3 separate regions of the Sus scrofa genome follow, and regions 2 and 3 are each linked to region 1. A link is a contact called in public Hi-C data. All regions are on one chromosome and are shown on one strand. Each heading gives the region's core, a stretch centred on a gene start, on an enhancer-like site or on the middle of the called end of the contact. The rest is flanking DNA. Distances are from core to core; before and after follow the strand shown.

What was found. Hi-C and Micro-C count contacts between places; a contact is called where the count stands out from the background.
Region 2: a Hi-C map of liver shows a contact between it and region 1, with 4 times the contacts expected there. The contact joins the promoter of ZNF583 here to the promoter of ZNF444 in region 1. A contact is called at or near these places in 3 of 47 Hi-C or Micro-C datasets (blood, heart right ventricle and liver).
Region 3: a contact with region 1 is called in a Hi-C map of liver, with 3 times the contacts expected there. The contact joins the promoter of LOC100623035 here to the promoter of ZNF444 in region 1. A contact is called at or near these places in 2 of 47 Hi-C or Micro-C datasets (liver and retroperitoneal adipose tissue).

Annotation. Positions count from the first base shown.
Region 1 is chr6:60,455,640-60,459,703 of Sscrofa11.1, forward strand. ZNF444 (zinc finger protein 444) reads left to right here and starts at 2,368. Exons shown (of 4, transcript XM_021095118.1): 1 at 2,368-2,479. LOC102159166 (a long non-coding RNA gene) reads right to left here. Exons shown (of 3, transcript XR_002344832.1): 1 at 3,454-4,064; 2 at 3,015-3,090; 3 at 2,376-2,460.
Region 2 is chr6:60,718,524-60,723,069 of Sscrofa11.1, forward strand. ZNF583 (zinc finger protein 583) reads right to left here and starts at 2,772. Exons shown (of 4, transcript XM_021095099.1): 1 at 2,677-2,772. ZNF582 (zinc finger protein 582) reads left to right here and starts at 2,522. Exons shown (of 5, transcript XM_021095108.1): 1 at 2,522-3,044.
Region 3 is chr6:60,756,247-60,760,970 of Sscrofa11.1, forward strand. It overlaps LOC100623035 (zinc finger protein OZF), which reads left to right and starts at 3,167. Exons shown (of 4, transcript XM_013998844.2): 1 at 3,167-3,360. It overlaps LOC110261070, which reads right to left and starts at 3,049. Exons shown (of 4, transcript XM_021095123.1): 1 at 2,709-3,049; 2 at 1,567-1,648. The coding sequence starts at 2,943.

The sequences.
Region 1 (4,064 bases), core at 1,118-3,617:
GCACCCCCCCACACACACACACACACACAGGACAACGCAGAAGGACAGCTGGCGGGGATACCTCTCCAGCCGGCGCCCCACAAACCTGCCTTCACACTTCATTGGTCAGAATGATGTCACACCCATGGGCCTCAGCCAATCGCTGGCGAGGAGAACAGATTGTCCGATTGGCTTAGGCCAATCAGCACCGCCCCTTATTGGGCCCTCACTATTCCCATGGGACTCTGTGCCAGGTCACCCCCAATTCAGATGAAGACATTGTTTAACTGGTCATCCTGGGTGTGGAAGCTAGGGGGTGCTGGATGGCTTTCTGAACCGTGAAAACACCCACTGAGCGGTGCTGAAACCGGATGGGCCCGGATTCCGTGGACCCTGACCACACCTGTATCCTCTGAGCCTGCCCAGCATCTGTCTTTCAACATCCCCCTCCTCCTCATTATTATTTTGGCCAATCCCGTGGCACCCAGAAGTTCCTGGGCCAGGGATCGAACCCGTGCCACAGCAGTGACAAGGACAGATCTTTCACTGGCTAGGCCAACAGCGAACTCCTTAATCTGTCTTATAATTGGTGCCCAGGACACAGGAATGTGACAGGTGACGAGTTGAGGGCATTCTTTGGTGAAATAAGCTATTTCATTACATGGTGGCTGGGCTGGTTGGGGTGGGGAGTAGGGGAGTCAAATTTGCACCTGGGTTGGGCTCGCTTTTTTTTTTTTTTTAATTTTTATTTTATTTTGCTTTTTAGGGCCACACTCGCCGCATATAGGGGTTCTTAGGCTAGGGGTCGAATAGAAGCTGTAGCCGCTGGCCTAAACCACGGCCACAACAACGCGAGATCTGAGCTGCATCTGCGACCTACACCCCAGCTTCTGGCAACGCAGGATCCTTAACCCACTGAGCTAGGTCAGGAATCGAACTCGCAACCTCATGGATCCCGGTGGGTTAGTTACTGCTGAACCACGAAGGGAACTCCTTGGGCTTGTTTTTATTAGTGACTCAGCTGTAGGTAAAAAAGAGCTAATGTTTATTGACCGACTCCTTACTCTCTGCCAAGCAGTGTTCTAAGTGCTTTGCATGTATTCACTCATGAATCCCCACCCTGGAAGAGGGTGATGGAAAAAGAAAATCAAAGGCGACCCTTCCATGTTTGGGGTGGGCATTTGTATGGATGATGGGTTTATCATCTAACATGGTAGAAAACTGGGGGAAAAGCAAGATTCTTTGCTGGGGGGAGGGGCAAAAATTCTCTTCTGCCCACCTTATGGTTTGAGATGCCTGTTCAAAAATCCAAGTGGAGACGTCAAGTGGGCAATCGGATGTGAGTGGGAACAAGAACATCGTGTTCCTGGAGCAGCAAAGATTCCGGTGTGGCTGGAACACATTGGGCAGGAGAGGCAAGGTGGGCAGAGAGGTGGGCCAGGGTAGGTTGGGTGACAATGAGGGGGTTGGCTTTCACCCAGTCTCGGACAGGAGGTTCTGACTCAGCCACTGACCACTTGTGAAACCAGGGGAAAAGTTCTTGTCCAGCTAATGAATGCTTGTGATGTGCCAGCCACCGTCACACCCTGTCTGCACATCAGTCCAGAAGGTGGGGGCGGGGGAGTCTCCTTCTCACCCTGCCCCGAGGAGACGAGGTGGGGAGGAGGCAATCACAGCCTTAGGTCCAAGCGGCTCCTGTTGTCCTCAGGCCTGGAACTGTCTGTGCATCGAACTGTAACTCATCTTTTCTGAGTTCCTGCCCTTGCTGGGACGTGCAGATTGAGACCCTGACCTACGAGGGTGCGTCGGGGACGTGCAGGCAGCACCCTTCCGACTCACACGGGGGAAACGGAGGCCAGAAACCGCCTGCCATTCTCCCAAGGGATGAGCAAGGTGCCTGGGTCCGCCCTCGAACCACACACTCCCCTCCAGCCGGCTGCAGCCTCACACCGCGATCCGGCTTCTTTCTCCCACCTCACTCACTTGTTCTGCCCGGATGGGGGAGGGGTGAAACCTGACCCGTTGTCAAGGAGACGCACCCTGTAGGCCCAGATTGGTGCAGAACTCTGGCCTGGGCCCCTCCTCCTCGCCCTCCCGCTCCTCGGGCCTGGGGGCCCTCATTTCCCGAGGGCCTGCCGCTCCGCGCCTCCTTCGGTCTCCATGGAAACGCCGCCACAGCTCCTCCCCCTCTCCGCCCACCGGCTGCTCATCCTGGCACGTTTGCGCATGCCTGGGGCCCAGGCCCCGGCCAATGGGAAGGCCCCGGCCAATGGGAAGGCCCCAGTGCGTTCTGGGTAATGTAGTCCAAAAAACCCTGGAGCGGTAAGAGAGGCCATGTTTGCGAGGGCCAATAGGTCGCTGGGAGGGCTTCGGTGCATCTTGGGAAATGTAGTTCTGGTGCTTGTGGAGCCATTCGGAGATGGGCGTGAGTGGGTCGCCACGGCGAGAGCCAATAGAAAGCCACCGTTGTTGCGATCCTTCCTGGGAGATGTAGTTCTAGGTGAGGCCGGCGGGGCCGTTGAGGGGAACAGATCCCTGGGTCTCTGGGAGTGTTGAGGGGAGGGGGACGGATGAGTTTGGCGCAAAGCCTGCCGGGGCATGGAGTTCTGATGAGCTCTGTGCGCATGTGCGAGGAGGCGAGGGGGTTTGGGGGGCCTCGCCCGGGAGAGTAAGGTGAGCGAGGGAGGAAAGGAGGGAGGGATCGGAGGGGGGCAGTTGGGCGAGCTTTGGGGAGAAGGGGTCCGGAGGAGGGAGGGACGGGAGAGTTGGCGGGAGGGAATAAGAAGGGGGCCGGGATGAAGGGGGAGGGGGAGGGAAGCGCGGACGGGAGGGGGAGGGCCCGGAAGGAGGAGGGGGTGTGGGCCCCGGAGGCGGAGAACGCCGGGGAGAGTTGGAAACTGAGGGAGGGGGCGGGGGAGGGCCGAGGGGGGTGGGCTGGGCCCTGCGATGGAGTCTGGGGGCGCAGGACCAAGCCGGTCAGAGAGGTTTGCGGAAAGGGGCTCGGGGCGGGGCGGGGCGGGGGGGGTGGTCCTCACGCGGGCGGGGTGCAGGTGGCTCCCCTCGTGCGTGTCCGTACAAGTTCGGTCGCACTTTCATGGAGTTGTGAGATTCCTGCGGATGAGACGAATTGCCTTGTTTCTGTCTCGATGGAGCTCCCCCCCCCCCCCCCCCCGCCTAGCTTGTTGCAAGGGATTAGGTTCGTGGGCGTGCAGCTCTTCAAGGCTGTGTTTGCTCTTGTTATCATCTGAAGCTGCCCTCCTCCCTGTCAGCCCCAGTCACCCAGTTTTATTTCCTGGTTTAACCCTTATTCCAGCTCGAACTTCGGTGTAATGCAGGTGTTTTTGTTTATGGCGGTATCCCCAGCACCTCACAAAGTAACAGTAACAGGAAAGGTTCGCTCCGGTTGGGGGCTTGGTTAGCACAGCCGAGTGTTGTTCTCAGCATCTTTGTTTTCCCCACATCTTGAATTCTTACCGCGACTCTTGGGTTAGTAGGACTCCTCTTCCCATTTTACACCCCGGGCAGGGCAACTCTGTGTGAAAGGCGTCGTACCTTGTTCAAGGACGAAGAGCTGGGAGGTGGCAGAACTGGGATTTGCTCCAGAGCCCTTTGCCCTGAGTAAATATTTGTCCATTGGGCCGGTGGCTCTCAACCAGGGGCGACTGTGCCACCCCCCCATCCCCAAGGGGACTTGTAGCGCTGTCTGGAGTCACAGTTGCGGAGATACTGCTGGCATCTGTTGCTAAGAGGCCAGCGATGCTGCCAAACATTGTAGGATGGCTCTTACAACGCAGTTATCCAGCCCCACATAACACTAGTGTAAGGGTAGGAAACCCAGGGGAGACAGGCAGGTCTTCATTGAATGCTTCCTTCTGATTCATCCTCCTGGCATCCCTGTTGGGAAAGCTACTGTTAGACCTATACTGCAGGTGGCGAAGGAAGCCCAGGGAAGGCCAGTCACAAGTCCAAGGTCGCACCATGGAGAGATGGCATCGTCCAGGGGCGCCTGCTGTGGCGCAATGGGATTGGTGGTGCCTCTGCCAGACACAGGTTCCATCCCTGGCCAGGCACAGTGGGTTAAAGGA
Region 2 (4,546 bases), core at 1,522-4,021, 260 kb after region 1:
CCTTAGCTTACCACCAAAAATTCAAGGAGACTCCTATGACTATTTCTGGAGCTCTTTCTCTGAGTATCTCCTTCCACTCCCACACTCTGCTCATCAAATTCTAGTTACTTGAGTTTCCCCAAGCTCTGTTGTCTCACTTTAGCAAATCTGCTGTGCTCTTCTTGGGCTCCTCCTTCCTACATTGTCTCAACTATGCCTTCAAGTGAGAAAAGGCCACAGCAACTGTAGTATCTCATTTATTCTCCCTTCTCTCAAGGATCAAAGTCTTGCACTACCAGTTGTCCAATATCTGAAAAGACAAGTATTATCTAGTTTTCCGTTTATAGAGTGGGATAGCAAGTTTAGTTCTCTTATACCGGCACAGGTGTAAGCAGGGAATCCTCCATATTTTTTTGAGCATTTCCCTACTTTTTGGCACAAGAAGATATTCCATACTCATCTAGTACTTTCCCTGCCACTGTCCTAGAATCAGCCATTTCCCCAAGAAACTTTGATTCCTTTTATTAGAAAATGGTATTTAGAGACCAAGGTCTGGATACTTAGGTATGCTTATTGATACTGGGGCATCACTGCTCCCAGGGCCCATTCAACAAATAGAGTAGAAAACATAAAAACACAGATACTTTTTAAAAAATAACAAGACTAATTTTTTTACTTTACAAGTTTTTGAGTTACAGAAAAACTGCAAAGATAGTACAGAGGGTTCCTATATTCCCTGCACCCACTTTCCTCCACGACTAGCACACATTTTTTACAATTAATGAACCAACATGAATACATTACTATTAACTAAAGTCCACACTTTTTCTGTTCCAGGATCTCATCCGGGATACATTGTTTTTAGTAGTTGTCTCCCCTTAGGTTCCTTTTAGTTGTGACCATTTCTCTGACTTTTCTTGTTTTCATTGACCTTAACAGTTTTAAGGAGTTCAGGGCAGATATTTTTTCAAATGGCCCTGAATTAGCGTGTCTGATATTCTGCCATTACACTGGGATTATGTGTTCTGGAGAGGAAGACCACAGAGGTAAAATGTCATTTTCACCACATCTTATCAAGGGTACATGCAATCACTGTGCCCTCACTATGGATGTTAACATTGATCTAGTGAGGGAAACAAACACACTTAAAAAAAAAAAATTTTATGACCACACCCACAACATATGGAAGTTCCAGGGCCAGGGACTGAATCCAAGCCACAGCTGCAACCCGCCTGGATCCTTTTAACCTACTGCGCCCCGGCAGGAACTCCACACACATTTTTAACCATGAGTTCACACGAATCTAATACCACAGGATTCTTCCCTACCTTCCATCATCCACTCACTCTTTTCCCATAGTAAAACACTGGCTTCCAACAAATCAATATATTTATTTGTTTTCTCAATCCTATGATGCATACAAAATAGTTTCCAAATCACTGCTATTATGAAAAAGAACCTACAAAGTTGAGTTTAGGGATTGCTTGCATTTTTTTTTTTTTGGCTTTTTGTCTTTATACAATAGAAATATAGGCTCCTTATCTGAGATATATAAAGTTGTAAAAACTTTTGTCATTTTTCTTTTGCCTTTGCTTATGGTGTATTTTGCCTTACAAAGTGCTTTAGCTTTGTGTTCCCAAGTGTAGCAGTCTTTTCTTGTATTAAGTTTGGATTTTTAAGTCGTAATTAGAAAGCCTTTCCACACACTCAGGTTATAATGGAATTCACCTCTGTACTTGTCTGCTATTTGTACGGTTTAATTTAGAACTCTGATAAAGTTGGTGATTATACTTTTGTATGATATGAAGCATGAATACACTTTAATTTTTTCCCCAATGGTTATCCAGTTATTCCTCAGGGTTGCTCATTAAGAAGTCCATTTCTGGAGTTTCTGTGGTGGCTCAGCGGTTAAGGAACCCAACCAGTATCCATGAGGACACGTGTTCGATCCCTGGCCTTGCTCAGTGGGTTAGGGCTCCTGTGTTACCATGAGCTGTGGTGTAGGTCGCAGAGGCGGCTTGGAGCCTGCCTTGCTGTGGCTGTGGCGCAGGCCAGAGGCTGTAGCTCCTATTCGACTCCTAGCCTGGGAACTTCCATATGCTTCAGGTGCGGCCCTAAAAAGATACACACAAAAAAGTCCATTTTTATCCCAATGACTTGCTACCCTTATCATACAGTCTGCTTCTCTGTTTAATATTTCCAGGCTTTCTCTCCTAGCTGACAACTCATGGACTAATACCCCAGCTACCATCATAGACTTCTTGGCCGCTCTGGGGGCATGTGGAGTTTCCTGGGACTGGGACTGGGACTGAAACTCCACCGCGGCCGAGACCTATACCGCCCGAGCCGCCGCGCAGAATTCCTTAACCCACTGCACCGGGCAGGGATCGACCCGGCGCCTCCACGGCGACCCCAGCCACGCCGTGGGACTCAACTCGCCTCGCCACAGCGAGGGAACTCTTGTGCAAGATGTTGTAAAATTGGTTACGGAACCAACTCCAGGGCTTTTACCTCCCTCCAGAACATCTGGTAAAATGCCTGCTGCACGGTCCGGACGACTCAACACGTGAGAAGAAACTTCGCACATATACCGCCTCTGCAGCCACACACAGACGTCTGCCCGGCGCTGAACGGTCCCAGCCACACACTCAACCACCGAGTCAGAACACGCACCACCACGGCCGCTCACACACTCACCTGCCGTCGGAGAGACGACCACGCGCGGACAACAAGCGCAACACACAACTTCACGCAGCAGCCTGTGGACACAGCGCACCCCGTCCCATCCCAGACGGTCTCTTTCTCTCACACACAGACACACGCACGGACCCGCCCACCAGAAACATCGCGAGATCTTGCCTTGCGGTTTGGTTACTGCCTTTGGGCCTGGAGACTACGTTTCCCAGAAGCAACTGCGGCGCTGTTCCAATCGGGACGCAGCATCGGCGGTGCTTTGTGCGTCTGCGCCATCTTCCGGCTCCCGACTCCGCTGGTTTCTAGGAGGAAGCGCCCCGAGGCTAGAGTGGGCGCGGCAGCGGGGGCATCTGGATCCAAAGAGGCGGCAGGTGAGGGGCTCCGGAGCTCGCCAGGTGTTGTAGGATCCGCGCGGGAGCGAGCTCCACGACCAGGCAGGTCTCGGGCTTAAGCAGAACCGGAACGTCTTACCCCCACGTAAGTCAGCGGCTTTCCTCGCTCTGGACTACATTTCCCATCGGCCCCCGCAGCGCGCCCTGCTGGCGCCCCCTACCTGCAGTCGAGCTCATAGCCCGGGTGCATGGATCCCTAAGGTGGGTGTGTCTCTTGGAGGGTCCTGAACTCCAGAAAATGCTTGCTTATGGATGTTTTGCATTTATTCTTAACGTAGTTGTTTTTTTTTTTTTTAAATCTTTGACGAAGTGAGTTGCAAGACCCCAGAAGATTTGGAACCACTAGTTTATTCCGCAGCATAGTGAGGTTCCCAGACTAGGGGTTTAATCCGATCTGTAACTGCCGGCCTACAGCCACAGCCACGCCAGATCCCAGCCGCTACTGCGACCTACGCCCCAGCTCAGGGCAACGCCAAATCCTTAACCCAATGAGCAAGGCCAGGGATCAAACCCCCATCCTCAGGATACTAGTCGGGTTGGTTAATCACCGAGCCATGACGGGAACTCCGGAACGGCTAGTTTAGAAGCTGTGACATGTTTGAACATTTTACCGGATCTTGTTCAAAATTTGTTCAACCTTGGGGAAACGGTTGGGTAAATCACAGGCCAGCCCTATAATAGAATATTTACAGCTGATACATATAATGCTTAAAAAAAAAAGTGGTCACGAGGAAAAAGACCTGTTATGTGCTATTAGGAAACATTTATCATTATTTCATTTACACACTACTTAGAATTAAATATTTGTAACACTCCAGGCACTCTAAGTTTTTATGAAATGAGCCTCCGCATCTTAATACTCAATACATCTTAATACTCAATGTTTTCCATTCTGGTTTTGGTTTCGTTGGGGAGGAGGGGCAGTTAGCCTGGGCATGGGTGGGTTTGACGTCTTTTTGTTGTTGCTTTTGTTTTATGGCCGCACTCTTGGCATATGGAAGTTCCTGGGCTAGGGACTGAATCCAAACTAGGGGTGTGACCTGCACAATGGCAACCACAGGATCTTTCAACACTTCAGGATGGGGAGGTGGGGGTGCTGCAGTCAGGTTCTTAGCCCACTGTGCCACAGTGGGAACTCTGGGTTTCACTTCTTTTGCTGCATGTTTTCTTGTACAAAGGGCTCCATTGTGAATATCTTTGTCAGCTGATATTGTCAACCACATCATTTTTGATAGTTGCTTGGCATCCATCATATGGCTGTGTCAAAAATGATTCAACCACTTGCCTACCTGTGAAATGTATTAACTTTTTGGTTCAGTTTTTTAGCAAATATTATGCACATAGCTTTGCTGTCACATTTGTGCAGGGCCGTCTTTATGTGACGAGAGTGGAGCACTGGGCCTACTCCATCTAATTCGCCCACTGCCGCCATTCGTTGGCTCGAGGCAGGGTCCACAAAATCGTGTCCACAAGGCCTTGAG
Region 3 (4,724 bases), core at 1,917-4,416, 300 kb after region 1:
AACGAATCCGACTAGGAACCATGAGGTTGCAGGTTTGGGCCCTGGCCTTGCTCAGTGGGTTAAGGTTCTGGCGTTGCGGTGAGCTGTAGTGTAGGTCGCAGATGTGGCTCGGATCCTGCGTTGCTGTGGCTACAGCTCCGATTCAACCCCTAGCCTGGGAACCTCCATATGCCGCAGGAACGGCTCAAGAAATGGCAAAAAGACACACACACACAAAAAAATGCCTTGCTATCAATATTCAGAGGGAAAAGAAAGCATCAAATCTGCTGTACTGCACAGAAGTTCAGAGCCCATGAAACCACCTTCCACAGAGCCCTCCTCCGGGAAACAGACAGTTCACGTATCTTCCTTGTTGGTCGTACTGTCTTGTTCCTCATTTATACAAACCTGATAAGGTATTTCCACAAGTGCAACCTGCCTCGTGCATAAGCTATCAAACCTCAAACTGGATTCCAGTTCATCTTGTACTAGCGCCCTAGTCAACGTCCTGATCCTCATAACCCGGACTTCCATACTCAAGACCCCAATTACATTCTTGTTTCCCAAATTTTCCAAAGGAAGCCTGTGCCATTCCCAGGACCAAAAGAACCAAAATCATTTTCTATCGGGATTCTCTTGTGCTACAGCAGGTTAAGGATCCTGCACTGGGTAGGTGCTATGGTGTGAGATGGATCCCTGGCTCAGGAACTTCCACATGCCACAGGCGTGGCCAGGAAAAAAAAAAGAAAGAAAGAAAGAAAGCAAAACCATTTTCTATCTTATTTGTTCTCAACCCCGAGGCTGCGAAGGTCAAAGATGGCTGAGAATTCATTTCTTCTTCAAGAAACCGACAATCTTCAGGAAACTTATTTTTGACCCCAAGAGTGTTGAGATGATTGGTCAGAGTAGAGATTCGGAATAATTCACTGAATGAAAAATGAACACTTAAAGTAGAGAAAGAGAGACAAGTGGAAAGGGGACACCTAGAGTCCCGCCTTTTGCTGGAATTAAAGGACCAGGACGTCGCCCGTGTCGGCGTCTACTGCCCAAGCAGTTTCACGAGGAGTGTTAAAGAGAAACACCACAGGGCCAAAATGGCATCACTTCGGCTAAAGCGTTAAGAGTAAACCTAACTAGTTTTGATCTTTCCCCAAAAACATAATCTTAAATCGACAAGTTTGAAATGTTCTGGGCATCACCACTGAGGTAATTTGTCACATGGGTCCTCTCTACCCACCCCCCAACCAGAAGAAGCAATCTGCATAAAACATGTGCCTTTCCTTCCCCACCAAAAGAACCTGGCCCCAAACAAACAACCAGTCAATCAATCAATCAATATTTCTTCCTCTCTCTCTCTTTCTAGATAATGATTTCCTTAGCTCACCCTTGTTTCCATAAAAGCCTTCCAATAAACCGCTCCCCGGAGTGCCCCTCCAGCTGTCAGATGAGATGCAGCCCAATTCACAAACTGTTGCATAACATCAGTTAAAACTTAGTCGTTGAATTTTGTTTTCTACCAGAAGAGACTACATGTTTCCAGGACTTAAGGAATATGATGTGCAGTTAACAGAGGTAAAACAAACTCACCTGTTAGGCCCACTTTGGCAGAGCCCTCTCAGAGGAAGCACAGAGTCCTGGTGCGACAGGAGGGAAAGCAGCAGGACACAATCTAGATAAATAAAGAAGGGGAGCAGCTGTTAGGATTTGATAAAAAAAAAAAAAAAAAAAAACAGCTGGAACCGGGTGAAATCAAGAATAGTCTGGTCATTGTTAGCTCAATATACCTTCATTATAACACAAAAATTCATTCCCCTTTAGACCCTGACAGTTCTACAGCAGAGAGCATAAAAGGCCAAAAAGTGGGCAGTGGCTCATTTCCTAGGATATCCCCCCTTTTTTTCCGGTCTTTTTAGGGGCGCACCCAGGGCATATGGAGGTTCCCAGGCTAGGGATTGAATCTGAGCTGTAGCTACTGCAACCTACACCACAGCTCACGGCAAGGCTGGATCCTTAACCCACTGAGTGAGGCCAGGGATCAAACCTGCGTCCTCATGGATGCTAGTGAGATTCGTTTCCGCTGAGCCACGATGGGAACTCTATCCCCAACTTTTTGGAAATCACTAGAATACTCCTCCCTCTCCTCAGCCTATGAAATAATTACTCAGCCCATGAAAAACAAACCCATATCCGGGGAGGGCTCTCACTTTCTGAGAAGGTCAATTCTGCCTGGAGTGTGTTTTTCTCTAAATAAACTCACTTTTGCTTTCCTATGGCTTCCTCTTGAATTCTTTCCCACGCAGAGCCAAGGACCCTCACTTGGCCCTCAGACCTAAGGACTGCACGTCCTGGGACATGGCCTTTCCCTCTCTCACAACACCGGGAATAGGGAGCTGAGGAGGAAGCAAGTTGAAGGAGACCAGGATCTCAACCCCCTTGCCATCTATTGTCGACCGTGCCTGGGAACAAACTCCAAGAAAGAGCTATCAAAACATAACTGTTCAGTGTTGAGTAACGGTTCCCAAGTACGTAACGGGGCTGTTTCAGTGCCTCCGCTGCCTATTCAGGGCGAAATTAATACACGCACAAATAACGGTGAGTTTAATAATAGCTGCCGTGCACGCGCACGCACACAGTCGCACACACAGAGCCTCCGTCATAAACACCAACACACTCAACACGCCTGGGCTACTTCGCATTCGCCCACTCGGGCGGCCTCCCAACCCACAGACCTGTGGACGCCGGGCCGAGCTCCCGAGCCGCCCCTCGCAGGAGCGGTTTCGAGCCGTGGCCGCCCCGCCCCCACGCGAGCCGAACCTCAGGCCGCCCCGCCGCGGGGAAACCGGCCCCAGAACTGGGGGAGCGCCCGGGGCGCGCCCCACGGTCCGCTGGTGCCGCCGGATTGGACACGCCCGTCGCGCAACGCCGCGGGGGTTCTTGGGAGTGGCGAAGCCTCCGTGCGCGCATGTGCAGCGTCACCACTGTTGTCCCGGAGACCAGAAAGCTGTGGGATCCCGGCCTCGCCCAGGGGCTGAGACTTCGGGAGCGAAGGGCGGGTCCAGGACTGGGCGTGTCTGGGTTTGTCCCAGAGCCTGGGAGCCTTTATTCGGAAGGGCGTGGCCTCCTCTCCCCCGCCTTGGGTCTCCGGAGGGGAGGGTCTTGGAGAATAGGACGCGCTTGCGTACTGGTGTCCGTGGAGGCGCGGCCTCAGCGCGATACGTCTCTGGGGGGCGGAAGGCGTCGCGAGTGACAGACACGCATGCGCACTCCGTCCCTGGGGGGCGTGGCTTCGCGTCCACTGGAGCCGAAGAGGGCGGGCTGCGCAGGCGCATAGAGTACGTCGCCGCCGATTTCTGGAGAGACGGAAGCGTTTGGGGTTACCTGGTAAGACTTCCCGGTCGGTGGAGGGGGAGGGGGCCTTCCGAGAGTGCCAGCTGGGAGTGGTCGCTGGAGACCTGTGTGCCCGGGCTGCCAGAATCCGTGTGTCTGGCGGCCTGTTCTGAATAGTCGTTTGTCCGTATGGCTATGGGATTTGCTTCGCATCTCTGGGTGTTGCCTGACAACTCTTCTGAGCCCTGAAAAGGCTGTGTGACTTTTTGCTAATCATTTAATTTTTCGGAACTTCACTTCGTTCATATATAAAATGGTATTACTAGAACAGGTTCGTTTGCCTGGTGCTGAGACCTTGGCCCACGTTGACCCTGCCTGCGGGGCCTTCACGCTGTGTTCCCAGTTTATTGTTTGTAGAAAAAAAAGGCTCTAGTCTCTTAGGCCTTCCCAGAGTCCGAAGGAGCAGGTACAAGTAGTTACTAATTACAGAAGTGAGGGCATGCAGAAACAAATGACAAGCAGTCAAGCAAGAAGAGGAGTAATAGTTTAGACAGTAGTTCACTGATAAAATCCGTGAGTCTTAGTTCCTCCTCAAAAGACACGCATAGGAGTTCCCATCGTGGCTCAGTGGTTAACGAATCCGACCAGGAACCATGAGGTTGTGGTTCGATCCCTGGCCTTGCTCAGTGGGTTAAGGATCCAGCGTTGCCGTGAGCTGTGGTGTAGGTCGCAGACGCGGCTTGGATCCCAAGTTGCTATGGCTCTGGTGTAGGCTGGTGGCTACAGCTCCAATTGGACCCCCTAGCCTGGGAACCTCCATATGCCGCGGGAGCGGCCCTAGAAAAGGCAAAAAGACAAAAAAAAAAAAAAAAAAAAGAGACACGCATAAAAACCTGACCCATACCTTTGAGTTGTTCTGCAGAAACTAAGACCCCCACCTTGGCAAAGGATGGTGACTACATGCTGACAAGAAGAACCAGAAAGTTGATGTTGACGCCCCACATAACACCTGGTACCTCACCACCGGCCAATCAGAAGAATGTCCACAAGCTGAAATCGTTCACCCCCACCTTTACCCTAATGTTGCCTTTACACTCCTGCCAGAAAGTCACTGGGGAGCTTGGGTCTTTTGAGCATTAGCTTCCCATTCTTCTTGCTTGGTGCCCTGAAATAAATAATGTACTTTCTTTCCTTCACCACAACTCTGTATCAATAGATTGGTTTTGCTCTGCATTGGGCAATTGGACTACAGTTGAGTTGGGTAATAACCTTGGTTCAAATGTACTGCAGAGAACCAGTGACCTTGAGAAAAGTGCCTACCATGCAGGCCTTCTCTCTCCTCAATATATTCCTTGATCCACCTGAGGATTCTTTTTCCCAACCCAGAAACTCTCCAGCAGTTCTTGCTTTCCTGGGGG